Regions from separate parts of the Dromaius novaehollandiae genome. Here region 2 is linked to region 1. The links are chromatin contacts, called in public Hi-C maps. All regions are on one chromosome and are shown on one strand. Each heading gives the region's core, a stretch centred on a gene start, on an enhancer-like site or on the middle of the called end of the contact. The rest is flanking DNA. Distances are from core to core; before and after follow the strand shown. Region 1 holds the start of LOC112985130 (16 kDa beta-galactoside-binding lectin). Region 2 overlaps SEPTIN11 (septin 11).

The links. Hi-C and Micro-C count contacts between places; a contact is called where the count stands out from the background.
Region 2: a contact with region 1 is called in a Hi-C map of brain, with 3 times the contacts expected there. The contact joins the enhancer-like site here to the promoter of LOC112985130 in region 1. A contact is called at or near these places in 2 of 4 Hi-C or Micro-C datasets (brain and liver).

Annotation. Positions count from the first base shown.
Region 1 is chr4:12,821,596-12,828,368 of bDroNov1.hap1, forward strand. It overlaps LOC112985130 (16 kDa beta-galactoside-binding lectin), which reads right to left and starts at 2,684. Exons shown (of 4, transcript XM_026103530.2): 1 at 2,587-2,684; 2 at 1,000-1,079; 3 at 621-792; 4 at 1-109. The coding sequence starts at 2,595.
Region 2 is chr4:12,888,984-12,895,756 of bDroNov1.hap1, forward strand. It overlaps SEPTIN11 (septin 11), which reads left to right. Exons shown (of 11, transcript XM_064510442.1): 6 at 1-77; 7 at 1,939-2,107. Among named protein-coding and RNA genes, the nearest start is that of SEPTIN11, 42 kb to the left of the region's middle. Within about 2 kb of position 4,083, at least 2 of the 2 cell types and tissues checked have open chromatin away from gene starts, as enhancers often do.

The DNA of each region.
Region 1 (6,773 bases), core at 1,434-3,933:
CCTCCACAGCCAGGTATTCGATTTTCTCTATGCCCAAACGATTGGGGAACTGGAACTCCGTCTCAGCCAGCTTCACTGTAGCCTCTGCTGCATCGAAGGAGATGCACATCTGTAGAGAACCATAACAAGACCAACACATCAGCACTGACGAGCCAGGCCACCCACTCCCTCCGAGCTGGGCACAGGCCGAGGACAGATGAGGTAGCCACAGGTGGTTAAGTCAGTGCATGCCAGCTCCATCTCCTCCCTGCCCAGCAGATGCACCAAGGGAGGAAGCTGGTTTGCTCTGCCCAAGGGCAGCCCCAAGCTTCTGCCATGAAGGGATGAGACTGACCCAGCTGGAATCACAGGCCAGTTTTAATTGCTCTTACTGGTGTGGCTTGCAAAGGAAGGCCAGAGTGGAGACCTAACCACATCTGAGCTGCTGAGCACTGACTCAGGCAGAGCAGGGCTAGACTCTGTCAGCTCAGCTGCCAGGCTCTTGCCCTGTTGTTGCCTAGCTCTTTCCATACCTGCCCCCTTCTCCATCTCAGAGATACCAGGTGGCATTAAAAGCTCCACCCTTGCAGCATCAGTGCTGTGGTCTGTGCCAGGACCTGCACACATCCTCAGGGCCTCACCTCAATCTTATCGCCATGATGGAAGGGGAAGTCGGCCTTTCTGTCCTCCTCGCCCCATGCACCATCTTCCATGGAATTGCACACAACAGTGTTGATATCCCCCTTGCAGTCAAAGCGAGGGTTGAAATGCAGCATGAGTGTGCTGCTGTCCTTCCCTATGTTCACAGCGAACCTGGGGAGACAGCAAGCACTGCAGGGAGGCAGCACAAAAGAGCCCACCACCCTCTCCACCTCCCAACACACACACAGCAGCTCCAGTCACAGCTGCTCCATGCAGAGGCTGAGCCCTGCAGGAGCTCAGTCACCCTCCAGGGAAGGCAGGAGCCCATGTGGTCCACACCAGTGCCACATCCATCCATTCCTCTATCTCCCCACTCACCCTTTAGCATCCGACAGGATCTTCCCTTTGACCTTGATGCACTCTCCAGGCTGGACATCCAGCTGAGTGACCACCAGTCCCTGCAGGAACAAACCATAGGAGTTTGCCCACTCAAGGCAGGCCTACAAGCCTGCTGGGGCCAAGACAGGGCGGAAGCTAGGTCTGCCAGACCTAGCTTCATTTGGGACCGAGAGTTACAGCACAGGTTTTGAGCCATCCCAGCTGCCTCTAACCCCTCCGCGAGGAAATCGTGCCTCACAGCTGTCACCCCAGTGGTGGCACCCAGCCTGGGTAGCAATGCAAGCTGAGGAGGAGGTAGCTCAAGCAAGTCTAACAAGGCCAGGGTGCAGGCACTCATTTAGCAGCTGTTACAAGGGACACTCACAAGCAGGCTTGTACCTTGAAGTCAGCAGTAACAAGGGCCCTTATCACAGAAGTAAACAACCTTCATTACACTTCATGTCCTTCCCTCTCTCAGGGGAAGGGGGGCAGGGTGTCTCTGAGCAAAAAGGGCCACCAGAAACTTGGTGGCTTGACTTACAGCCATTGGCACAGAGATCAGGGTCAATGGAGCCCACTTTCAGCTGCAGGCCAGTAAAGCAAAATACAGACACCCCTTTGAGGCTTGCACCACAAATAAGAGTGCTTGTTCAGCTTGTTCCTTTTCTGGGAGTCACATTACTCTCTCCCTCACCTGTATATCCCAAAAATGGCACTTCACATTAGCAGAGTACCTCCACTAAAAGGAGGGTGCTGTTTTGCCATGTCAGACAGCACAACTCAGGCTGTGCTCCACAGCCTGTACTCCAAGCCCAGGCACATTGGTGCAGAGCTGCACATGATGGTTAGGGCAGGGGGCTAAATCCAGATCAGTTACATCAAATAATTGGGCTCATCCTCCTTTCCTGGCTTGCAGAAGCACATGCTTAGCAGCCATGGGCAGCTGTGGAGCACAGTGCCCACCTAGGGCTGCTACCCTGCCCCAAACAGCCTTCATGATCATGTCTACTCCTAGCTCTGCCCACATCTGAGACCCGATTCCCCCAGGCACTAAACTGCTTATCACCATAGCACTAAGGGCACCTACTAATACTGTCTTCCAGCTCTTTTTTATTACACTGCTCAAGTACAACCTAACACACAGCCTCAAGGCTGAATGGGTCCTTTCAAGGCAAGGAGAGCTAGGAGGCCAGGGGCAGCTGTAGCCATCCTGGATTCCTTTGCTGTGAAGTTGAGGGTTAGCCCAGACCTACACCTAAGAGACACTTTTCCAGAAGGAAAATACAAAGTTTAGATATATTCAGATATTGTAAACTGCAAGCAATCCTAAACTTTTAAGGCATTAAAAGATGCAGCAATCCATTAAAACAGCCTCCCCCCTTAAATAACATACACTAAAGAAAGGCAAGAGGAAAAAGAAAAACAGCTGATCAGCCCTAACCACTCTTCCCCCAGCCACATATCAGCCCAGCATTTCCTCTCAGCTAATCCTTTTCTTCTCTTTCCTCTGGCACCAAGCCCAAAACCCACACGTACCAAACCCTCATCCTGCTTGGCACACCCACCAAGTTAGAAGAGGACACTCACTTGCTTCATGCTGCAGACGCCAGGCAGGACACGCCACCGCCCCTACTCCACAGCCCAACGTGACTCAGCACTGTGCTCCAACAGCTTAAATCATTTGGGCAGGACTATCACATGATTGGGGGGGGGGGGGAAGAGGGAGTGAAGAAGGGGATCAATTGGAGCTGTTTGGGCGCTGGAGCATTCCCAGCCATTTAAAGTTGGTGCTGGGTTAAATCTGTATTGATATTGTTCTTTGCTGGCATAACGTGCACGATTTTTAAAGCTAGTGATTGTTTGCTTCTGTGTGATCCTAGAAATCCTTGCTGTAAACTCTTCTAGCTGCTGCTATGCAGTGTGTGTTGGTGCTTCTCCCAGGAGCCCGAGTGTGGCTCTGTGCCTGCACTGAGGTGGCTGCTTTTTGTTAAGTGATCCCTGACTAAAATCAGGGTTGGATTCCTCATGTTACCGCTGCGAAGTGACTGCCTCTGTGAATGTGTTTGTACTCATCCTTGCAGCCCAGCCTCATGCCTGTGAGGGAGACTGGACTGTCAGGAGCCCTTGGGTACAAAGCATTACTGCTTGCTTGCATTTAAATAAAACCCCACATTCAATGTCAGAATTTAAAAAGTGTCTAAAAGTTAAGGCTGTTTGTGTGGGACACTAGTACACATGAGAAATCAGGCTGCAGCTTTTGAAAAGTAGAGTGATCTTACTGGTTTGATTCCAGTTGCAAAAGACTCCAGAGGGAAAAGAGAAATGCTTTGTTAGCGGAGGAAGAGGCCAGGCAGGGCTGAGTGCAGCTGGCAAGAAAGGAGGCTGTTTTCCCAGCTAGTCCGTAACGCCTGCTGTTCCCCTTTACTGTGTCTCTTGAAAGCACATGATGTCACTGCCCCAAGGGGCTCTGCAGAGCAGGGAGGTGAAGGAGGTAGCAGATGAAGTGCTACGAGGGTCTGTGGGACAGGGTCAGCTGGTGCTGCTCTTAGCTTCGGACTGGCCTTAGGAGGGTCCTTAGGCCTCTGTGCCTCAGTTTCCCCCATGCCTAAAATGACAGTAGTGATGTGCAACTTCACAGTCCCACTATGAGGTTAATAAGGGCTTTTTAAAACTTCACTGGGAGCTGCTCTATAAATGCAGCATGTTACTTGTTGGTTAAGCCATGACTAGCCTGTGAGATAGATATCTGCTGATAACACTGAAACTGAGGATAGGAATTCATGGCTAGGTAGCAGAAGGAAACATGCTACCATGCAGGAGCCTACTAAAACTTCAGCAGCTCTGCTTGCTGCTATACGAACAAGTGTCCTGGCTCCTGACACCATACCTAACCCCAAATATCCTCCACACCCAGTTCTAACATTCACGAGACGTTTCAGCATCGCATACAACTCTGGATAAATCAAGCCTGGGCTGCGTTTGAACTGCAAAGTCACAAGTGTGATTTGGAGTCCGGTGGCTGGGGGTATTTAAAATAGGGCAAAAAAAACGCTGACTGAAAGTACTGCAGGGAAAATCCTGCACGTGCTCCGGCCTCCAACTAACTCCCTGACCATCCTCTGCATATGCAAAAGCCAGGCTGAAGTCAGGAGTTAACCGCAGGAGCAGACCTGGCGCTCGTAGCAAAGGCCAGCCACTGAGAACACGTCCCTCCATGGACGGTTCGGAGAAAGCCCAAGAAATTCCACCTTAAGTTTGCCCCCGTCCCTCGCATGTTAGCTGGGATCACATGTTACAGATAGGTTTTAGGCTCCTGCTTTCTGTGCGCCTGAGTTAGTGTGCAGTTGTTCCGCTGTTCGCTGCCACATGTGAGGGATTGAGCAAATTCCATTTGGTTGGTTGGGTTTTTGTATTTGTTTTCCATTCAGCTCTGCGAAACCCCTGGAAACCTCTCTTTTCAGTGCTGCCGTGTTTCTGGAGGCAGTGCTGCTGCTGAGGGGGGTTGCGGTGCCATGGGCTTAACATATTGGCTGCTCTGATGCCCCTTCGGAAACGCGCATTTCTTGTGAGCTGCTTTTCTGGCCTGGTGTCTCCTCCTCCAGCCCTTTCCTTCAGACAGGGAGATATCTTTCTGATTGTGCTTGGAGACTGTGCTGTTTGTTTTCCTTGAGTGCTCTGCCCTAACAGCCAAGCTGGGTTAGCAGAAAACCCTCTGGTCCTGCCCTGATTTAATGCTCCTGATCCTACGCCCAGTGGAATTAGCAGTGATTAGTGTCAGACGAGTCCTGAGATGCCAAACTGCCCTCCTTTACTCCTATCCCCCTGTGGTGGGGAGCCAGAAGAAGGAACATCTTCCCTTGCACAGCCTCCAGTGGGAAAACAAGGGAGAAAATCCCCCAGTGGGTCTCCTTCCCTTCCAGCACGTTTGCAGAGGGGTACAGGCTGCAAAGCAAGGCCACGCTGCCCTGCCCCATCCCGCCAAGGGTGACCCCAGACCCTCTGCGCCATGTGAGGGAGAGGACACTTCACACTGCCCACAGGGAAAAGACTGAGCCCTGACACTCTGCTTCCTGGGACAAAACGTGCAAGCCCACAGCAGGCAGGCAGGCAGGCAGAGGATTAGGATCCCCCCTCAAGGCCAGGAAAGGAAGGGACAGAGTAGCTACCCCATGCAAGCCACTTCTGCACCCCAGGGCTGGCAGATGCTGCTCCAAGAGGAAAACCCCAGGCAGGAGCCAGGATGTAGAGGAGATCCAGAATTAGCTGCATCTGTAGCACAGGCTCCCAACACACACAGGCCCCAAGAGAGCAAAGCTGGGGCGCACACACTGCATATTTTCCCAGTTCCAGGAGCTACTGCTCACGAATGTGATTTTAGGGAGGGTGTTGCACCTGCCAGGCAACCCTGGCAGGAACTGCAGGAGGAAAGTCATCCTCTGCTTCTCCAGGGGGTGATACCTGAGGGAACTAAGGGTGCCCTCCTACCACCCAGCCCTGCAGGCTTGCTCTTGAGGACAGGAGGCACTACCCAGCATCTGCTCCCTGCCCTGAGCTCTAAGTACATCTCTTGATTTGCACAGGCTAAAGCCAGGCAACTGACTGCTCTGATTTTCTTAAAACAGTCTGTAGAAATGCCTTGAATTAAGTTTTGAAAAGGTGAGTGCCAGAAGAATGTAGCTTGACTATTACTCTTTTTTAATTTCCTGCAAGAGAAAATCTGTCCCAGCCCTTGGTGAGCTATATCCCTGGCTAATGACTCCTGTCATTAGAAATGGCTTACTCCTGGTTTTGGAAGGACTGAGCACACATCTCCACTAATGGCAAGCTCGGGGGTGATGGTGTCCAGGTGACACAGGGTCCAGATGCTGGCAGTGCCGTAAGGCTGCTCTGGCTCTTCAGTGTCTGTGCTTGGCTTCATCTTGCACTGAACCTGCGCACACTGCTATTTGTTGCTGCTACATATCCTAAATTATTCATTTCTGGAGCTGAGAAAAAGGCTCCACTTCTTGCTAAAAGCGCTGATAGTAGCTTTCTCCTTTGGCTGTCACTTCACATCTTTTCATTCATGACTTGCAGGCTGCCTCCTTTTGCAGGCAGTGTATAAAGGGATGGCAGCCCCCTCAGTGCTCCTCTGAACCAGCGCTGTGAAGGAAACTCTGCTTCTCCCAGGGCACACTGACAAAAAGCAGTCATGCTCACCGGCAGGGCCCATGGAGCAGAGGTGGGGAAAGCCTGTGGGAGGAGAGCTTGCCTCTCCCCTAGCAGTCCTGTGCACATGCCTCCCCAGGAGGGCACCACCGCTACAGCCACAGTAGGTCGCTCACGATGCGGCACCCACGCAGCACCGTGCCAGTGCACTGGGTGAAATGCGCTTGCACCAGAGTGGCCTGTGCTGGCCAGGAGAAAAAACTACTTTAGTACATTTTCACTGGTGCAGTCACATCATGCCCAAGGACTATGCTGGTATGACAAGAGCAAAAGATAGCCTTCACTCTTCTGGTGTGAGCAAAGCCTTAAGTTTTTGTGTCTCAGTTCCCCATTTGTCAGGTCAAGACAGCACCTGTTTCTTGCATTTTCCTTAAGGAAGATTTGTGCTTTCACAGTATCTGTCTGGATGGGATCCTGGTCTCAGTTACAGCCTTAGTTGCTCTTGCAACCTAAACATTTATACTGGAACAGAAACTTTAAATACATGGCTGTTATCCACCTTCTAAGGTTATCTGGGCACTTTCCCTTAAGTAATTGTGTGCTACTGCTGCTGGCTGTGCCACTGA
Region 2 (6,773 bases), core at 2,833-5,332, 69 kb after region 1:
AGTTGGCAGCACCGAAGAAGTGAAGATTGGCAACAAGATGGCAAAAGCCAGGCAGTACCCATGGGGTGTTGTGCAGGGTATGTTACCAAAGGCACAAATAAGTCCCAGTAGTTCTGTCTCGTTCTGGTGAAAGACGCATTGATCTTTGGATGTGCTGCATCAGAATCTGTCTTGAGGTAGCAAGATCTCTGCTGTAAGGCCTGCCCTCCAGAAGAGAGCTTTGCAACCTAGATATAGACAGGAAAGAGGAGGCTTTGCAACTCAGTGTTCACTTTGTGAAGGAACGGGGTAGGATTACTAAAAGATGTTAAGTAACTAATTGAAAACTTAAATCACCCTTCTCTGTTTCTGATGCTTTTCTGCCAGCAAACAAAGTCTGAGCGATGGGGGCAAGGCCTAGGTAGCTGAATGTTCAGTTTGGGCCTCGCGCACAAGGCTGAAAGCAAACATGTAGCTGGAGGATTTTCCAGGGAGCCAGTCTGCATGCTGAGGGAGTAGTCAGCAGGTCTCTGCCCTTTCGACTTGAAATGGGAGCAGAACTAATTTAATACTGATTACTTTGTTTATCTTGTCCTTGTATCCTAAGAAAATGTGGACGTGCAGGTTGAGTATGCAATCCCTGCTAAGGTCACTGAAAGCTCTTTTTTCTGATGGAAAGCAGAGTTTGGACTTGGACTATGTTTGCAACCCAGGTTGTATCAATACTGTCAAAGATGGGGCCAGTCCTTGCTTTTCCAGCCAACACTGGGAAACACAGGGTGAGAGCATTACTGTCCCTGTCTTCTCCACCGCTCCCAGTGGTAGTCCACTTGTGGCTTCAGCCCCGTATCCATCTGGAGAACGGCCCAGCAAGCTGCAGGGGAGCATCCACAGGACAATTCTGCACAACTCGCCCAGTTTTTCTCAGTAACAAAGTCTGACCCTGAAGTAACTTGAGACTTACTGTCTCTAGCTGTGTAAGCTGGAGGGCAATACTGGGCATGACTTGTAGAAGTTGGTTTGGGAAGTCTGGTATTTGACATGTATCCTGCTGGGTTCTTGCTATTTCCAGGAAATTTAAGACCAGCTCATCCAGAGATTTAGTTGGGTACCAGAGAGCTTTTGAAGATCCAGCCCTAAATTGCCCCTTTCTTCTGAGACATTGCTCTGGCCCAAAGGGGAGCAGCTGGAGTGCTTTGCTGGGTCTCCTGGAGCGTGCTGCAGAGTGGTCTGCTAGCAGCAGAGGCACCTGCTGCTCGCTGTCAGATCCCAAAAGGAGAACTTGCAGCCCTAATTTTTAATTTTTTGCATGTTTGCTGCAGCGATGTGTGCAGCCCTCTGGCCCCACTCACCTCTTGGGCTGCACAGCTCACTCTCCCAGGGGCTGACTGTGGCACGCCGGACCCCGTTGTGAATAGAAATAGTGACGAGAGCCCATGGTATACCCTGCCTGTCTGCTGCTGCCTCCCTTTCGGTGCCAGGAGCAGGGGTTTAAGGCTCCTTCACTAGGTAAGCGGGCATGGGACGAGTACAGCACCTCTGGCGGGGTCCTATCGTGGCCTTTCCTTTGACCGCCACTGCAAACTGAGACTCTGCTGCCTGCCTGGACTCGTGTCAGTGACTTGCATTTAGAGTGGATTTGAGCGTGAAGTGAAACCCCTTGTGCAAACAGGTCAGCACCTCTCTTGCTGCTGCAGAAATGCACAGACAGCAAGGACCTCTGTGGTGAATGGGAACACAGAGATAATACAAAACCAATGAAAGGCCTTGCTCTGATGCATGTGTTTGGCATTCACCCCAATTCAGCAAGGCATGTTGGTGCAGTTTGAGTTCTGCTTGTGTGCTTAAAGGACATTCAGGCTTGCTAAATTGGAGTCTGGGTTCAGAAAAGGGAAAGGGAGAAATCCACTGGCTCCTAGGTTTAACATTGTCTCCATAGATGGTCTGCTTCTTTTGCAGTTGAAAATGAAAATCACTGTGACTTTGTGAAGCTGCGGGAGATGCTGATCCGAGTGAACATGGAGGACTTGAGAGAGCAGACGCACACCCGACACTATGAGCTGTACAGGCGCTGCAAACTAGAAGAGATGGGATTCAAGGACACAGATCCAGACAGTAAACCATTCAGGTAGGAGGAAGGTGTTCCTCGGGCCTTGGACAGCCAGATAGCTGTGAGGTCTTGGGGTTGCTGGGGTTTGGAAGAACAGGGGAGGTAGTAGTCCGCTGAGAGCGGCTTAGATCTGAAGTGCTGTTGGAGAGAAAAATCTTGTACAATGTAGATCTGCCCTCAGGGCCTAGGATTTGTGTACAGGAAAAGCTTGAGTGGTTGAGAAAGCTTATTTTTGCCTTAATATGTTGAAAATGTGTGCAGTCCTGCAGAAGGGCATACATTCTTTCTAGCGCCTGTAAAACATCCCTGGGGTGCTTGAATGGGATGTGTTTTGAGAGCAGAATACAACCCATTTCAGATCAACCTCGAAAGTTTAGGCAGAGGAAGTGGATCTCCACAGATCCTTCTGCAGCCTGTTGCTTAAGTTGTATCAGTTGTCTGTGCACCCCTCCCTGAGCTCCTCTTGCTCTGTCACGTCAAATGTGAGCTGCTGGCCCTCACTTGTAAGGCCTTTCAGTCTGTCTTCTGCCTGTTACCTGTCAGCCAGTACTGAAAAGTGTCCAACGGATTGATCCCCAAACCGTCCTCCTGTCACTCCTTATGTAGAGCAATTCTTTATTGGTCTAAGCAAGCTGATTTTGCTGTCCACGTTTGAAGCTGTCCATTGCTTTACGTGACAAAGGCTGCTGTGAGGATTGCTGCTTTCTCCTGGTTTCTTTCTGTATCCTCAGCAGAGTGGCAGGGACCTTGTTTTTGTAAGGCACCAAAGGAGGGTTGGTTGTGGTCTGCAGCCAGGGCTTGTAGGCACGTCTGATTTGGAACAGTTAACGCCAGTACCATTCTGGTTGACTTGGAAATTTTTCAGTTGGGAAGCTTATTCCCGCCCCCACACCCTCGTGCCTGCTTTCCTAAAACCTGTGACCTGTTCAGCTTCAAAGGGAACTAACACTCACCTTCCTACTGGTTCTGCCCTTGGCTGTACCGTGGGCTTTGTGGTGGCTTGGGTGAGTCTGTTGGACAGAGTTTGTCAGTCACTTCAGAAATTCCTCCTGACGCTTTTTTACCCCTGGAGAAGAGCTGATTTTGAGATACTCAGGAGATGCGTTAGTGCCACCTTTCCTCCACTGCAGGCTCGATTGCGTTTTGCAGCCAGCTTGCTCTGCCGACAGTCGAGGCCAGATACAATAGCTGGGTTTTAAAAGTGCCGTGAGTGCAGCTGTGTCTGTGCTAAGATGAAGGTGACTCACACTTTGAGGTACAACTGCTTAGCAAAAGGGTGATTCTGGAGAAATGCTTGTTGACTCTCCTGGAGCTGGTCTGATGCATGAGGTTTGGTTTATTGCTAAATACGATTTGTGCCGTCTCCAACAGCTTTATTGGTCTGAAGCCTAAGTCATTAGCCAGGGACAACAGCTGTGTGGGAATTTGGGAGGGGGTGGCTGCTTTCTCCCTTCATTTCCTGTTTCCCGTTCCTCCCTACCTTTTCCCCAAGAATGACACCCGCTGCCTTAGCAGTGTCCCACGGTCCTTGCTGCCCCAAGGGAGAGAGTCAGAATTACATGCATGTCCTTGCATCAGCGTGGGTTTACCCCATAACACACGTGCATGTCAGGAATTGGCGTGCCCATCACCGAGGTGGCAGACGTGTGGCCGGCTGGTGCGGATTGCCACGAACGTGATTCATCTCTGGCCCTCAGCAGTGGAAACCCAGGTGGGCTCCAGAGCCCGAGGCAGAGCAGGGGCCTTGTGCGCCTGTTTCTGGTTCCCTCGTGTCTGGAAAACGGCACTCCACGGAGAGCAGAGTTCGGCCTGTGCTGCTACATGGATTTTTCTTCAGTTCAGGGCTTGATTTGTGGCTTGCTGAGAATATGCAGCTGCACTTCTTTTGCAGTGGAGAAACTCCAGTGAAATCGGTCAGGTCCAGCTCTGTTACTAAGCCAAAGTGTGAGGCTTTATTGGATTTCCTTTCTAGAGAGCAGTGGCTTAAGATGGGCTCAGCCCTTCCCGTCCAGGAATCTGAGGAATTTCCATTACTTCCTGTACACGAGGCCTCTTTTGACCAAGCTATAAGTAGAAAGGAAATGAAAATGTACAGAATTTCTCCATCTGGTATGTGCTAGTTCAGAGCGGTTCATGCTGGGTGCCTCCTCCCTCCCTCCCTCCCTCCAGTAAACAAGCTAAACCCATGAACCGAAGCTGGTTTGCTGAGGCCAATGTACATCTGAAATGAGGGAAACATTAGGTTTGGTTCCTTCTGTTCTTCCTCCAGTGATCAAAAACAAGCCTTCCCCCGGGTCTGGGTTTTGGAAACCACAGGCACCACCATTCCTCAGCCTGTTTGCATCACTTCTGCCAGGAGCAGGAAGTCTTTAATAAATCTCAAGGCAAGCTGGACAAAAGACCTCAGCAAAAAATTCTGGCACTACATAGGCGACTGTGCTAGAAGCTGCGCAAACGGGAGACTGGCAGTGGCATGATCCCAGCTCACGTGGGCAGAGCGCATGGCACCGCTTGTCCAAGCTCTAGTGATGCCAAGCGAGCAGAGCCATAGGCATCAGTTGTGGGAATGGGAGTCCTCCGCTGCACAGAGAGCTCTCTGCTGTCAGACGTCTGATTTCTCAGTTGGTCTGGTTAATTTTCTCAAACTACTTTTTTTTTTTTTTTTTTTTTTTTTTAAACTGGGAATTTTTTGACAGTGCATCTTTAACTGTGTATCGTGTTTTGGGGAGTCAAGTTACTCATCTAATCCAGGTTCATATTCATATGTTTGTTTACTTAAAAAGCAAATTCCTTAGTCATTTTTGTGAGAAGCTGTAGAGTCCCAGTTGGCTTTGACTGTTGCTCCTTTGGGCTATGAGTGTTTTTTCATATGCAGTTTGCAGTTGCTGGGCCAGTTTCTCTGCTAACTTGGTTCTTCTGGATGTCAGAGTCGCTTCAGTAGAGATTTGGGTTTCTGGCTTTAGTTTAGTGGTAGGTTTTAAGCTTGAAGCTGAGATTTGCATTGAGCCTGGGTCAGTTTAAGGGCTGTTCTTAAGCACTAGCTCCTGCTAACCTTTTCTTGCTTGCCTATCATTCCACATTGTGTTTTTGGAAATGAGCTTTGTGAGAAGCTGTTTGCAATACGGGATATGATTAGCAGTGTGCACAGCTTTCCCTTTTGGTCTGTAAGGCTCTGCTGCTCCCTGGTACAGTATGTCAGTAATTGCAGATTTCAATTTTTGCTCATTGAGCAGCGAAGACTAATCTGTGCCCAGGGTTTTTCTAGGCCAGACACGTCAGAAAGATTTGTAAATTGAAGCGTTAGTGTCCGAAGTCAGAGGATTAAATCCAAGACTGAATTTTAAGGAGGTTCTGGTTTAAGCCTGTATCTGCTGTGACCAGTGTGGTCCTTGATTTAGTTCAGTACGTAAAGAAGTCTCTTGCCCCATTCCCAGGTGAAAAGATTTGTGTGTGTTTACACTCTTATGAGCATTTTTTGGTTCAGTGTCTGGTCATCTGGAATCATGCTATTCCTTCAGGTTGGCCAGCGCTGTGCAAGAGCAGCTCTGGGGCAGCCTGTCCTTGGAGTATTTCAGGAGGGATTTGGAGCACCCATCACTTTGGGATGTTAAGTCCAAGACTGAAGCACCTCTGTTGGGTTTTATTCCCTAGCTCAAAAGAATATCCCTGTGCAAGACAAGGCGATGCTTTGGCTTTAATGGGTTTATGATGTTTCACTAGCCTGGCGTTTAATGTGCCCCTTAGGTGTGTGCGTGCCAGGTAGATGAAGCAGCACATCTCTCCTGTATCAGTGGATTTTTCATTAAAAAAATGCCCTTTCAGAAAAGCATCATGGGGAAATAGTTATCATTCCCACACTATCATTATGTCTGAAACATCCAAATCCATTTAAGGAATAAAATGAAAAGGAATTTGGCGTTCAGGCTTCCTAAGAGGCTGTGAAAATCTCAGAGGTGCATGGACCACATGTTTTGTGTCTCAAATCATTGCTGCGGTATCTCGGTGCTGGGGAAATAAAGCAATGCCAAGAAGTAGAAGGGGATAAGGGAATGAAAGGATCCGGTAATGTGGAGGATCCTTTCCTCCTCAGAGGAGGAACACTGCCGCATATTCACAAAGGTTTAGCCTCCCTTGACAGCTAAAGGAGAAAGACATCTCCCAAGGTGGCTTTATCTAAATAAAGCTCCTGGTCTGAATCCATTAGCGATGATTTGTGAAAATCAGTTTTGCACTGTGACAGCGTTGTGCTTAATAAACCTCCATAAAGCCAGATTTCGTGCTCTGATATGCCCGTCTCTGCTCCGCACGTCTTTTACTTCAGATGAAGCGATTCAGGACAAACAGTGGGTGAGGCAAGAAGGTGGGAATCGAACACATCAGCAAGCTGTGTTAACATCAGCGATGGCCGCAGACGCTTACATAGTGGCTGTTTGTTTGGGCGGTCAGTCATCCTGCCTGCCAGGTGATTTCCAGGATTCTTAACAGCGTGCTCATTTTTACTCACCAGTTTGTTTCCACACTGCTGCCATCTAGCAAGCTAAGACTTGTTTTGGTGGAGGTGATCACACCTCTTGCAATTGAGGACCTCTGGTGATGTTTTGTGACAGGAGAATGCACTAAGATCACCAAAGGCTGGAAACTCGTTGGCATGCACGAAACACAGCTTTGACTGTTTTCTTTGTGT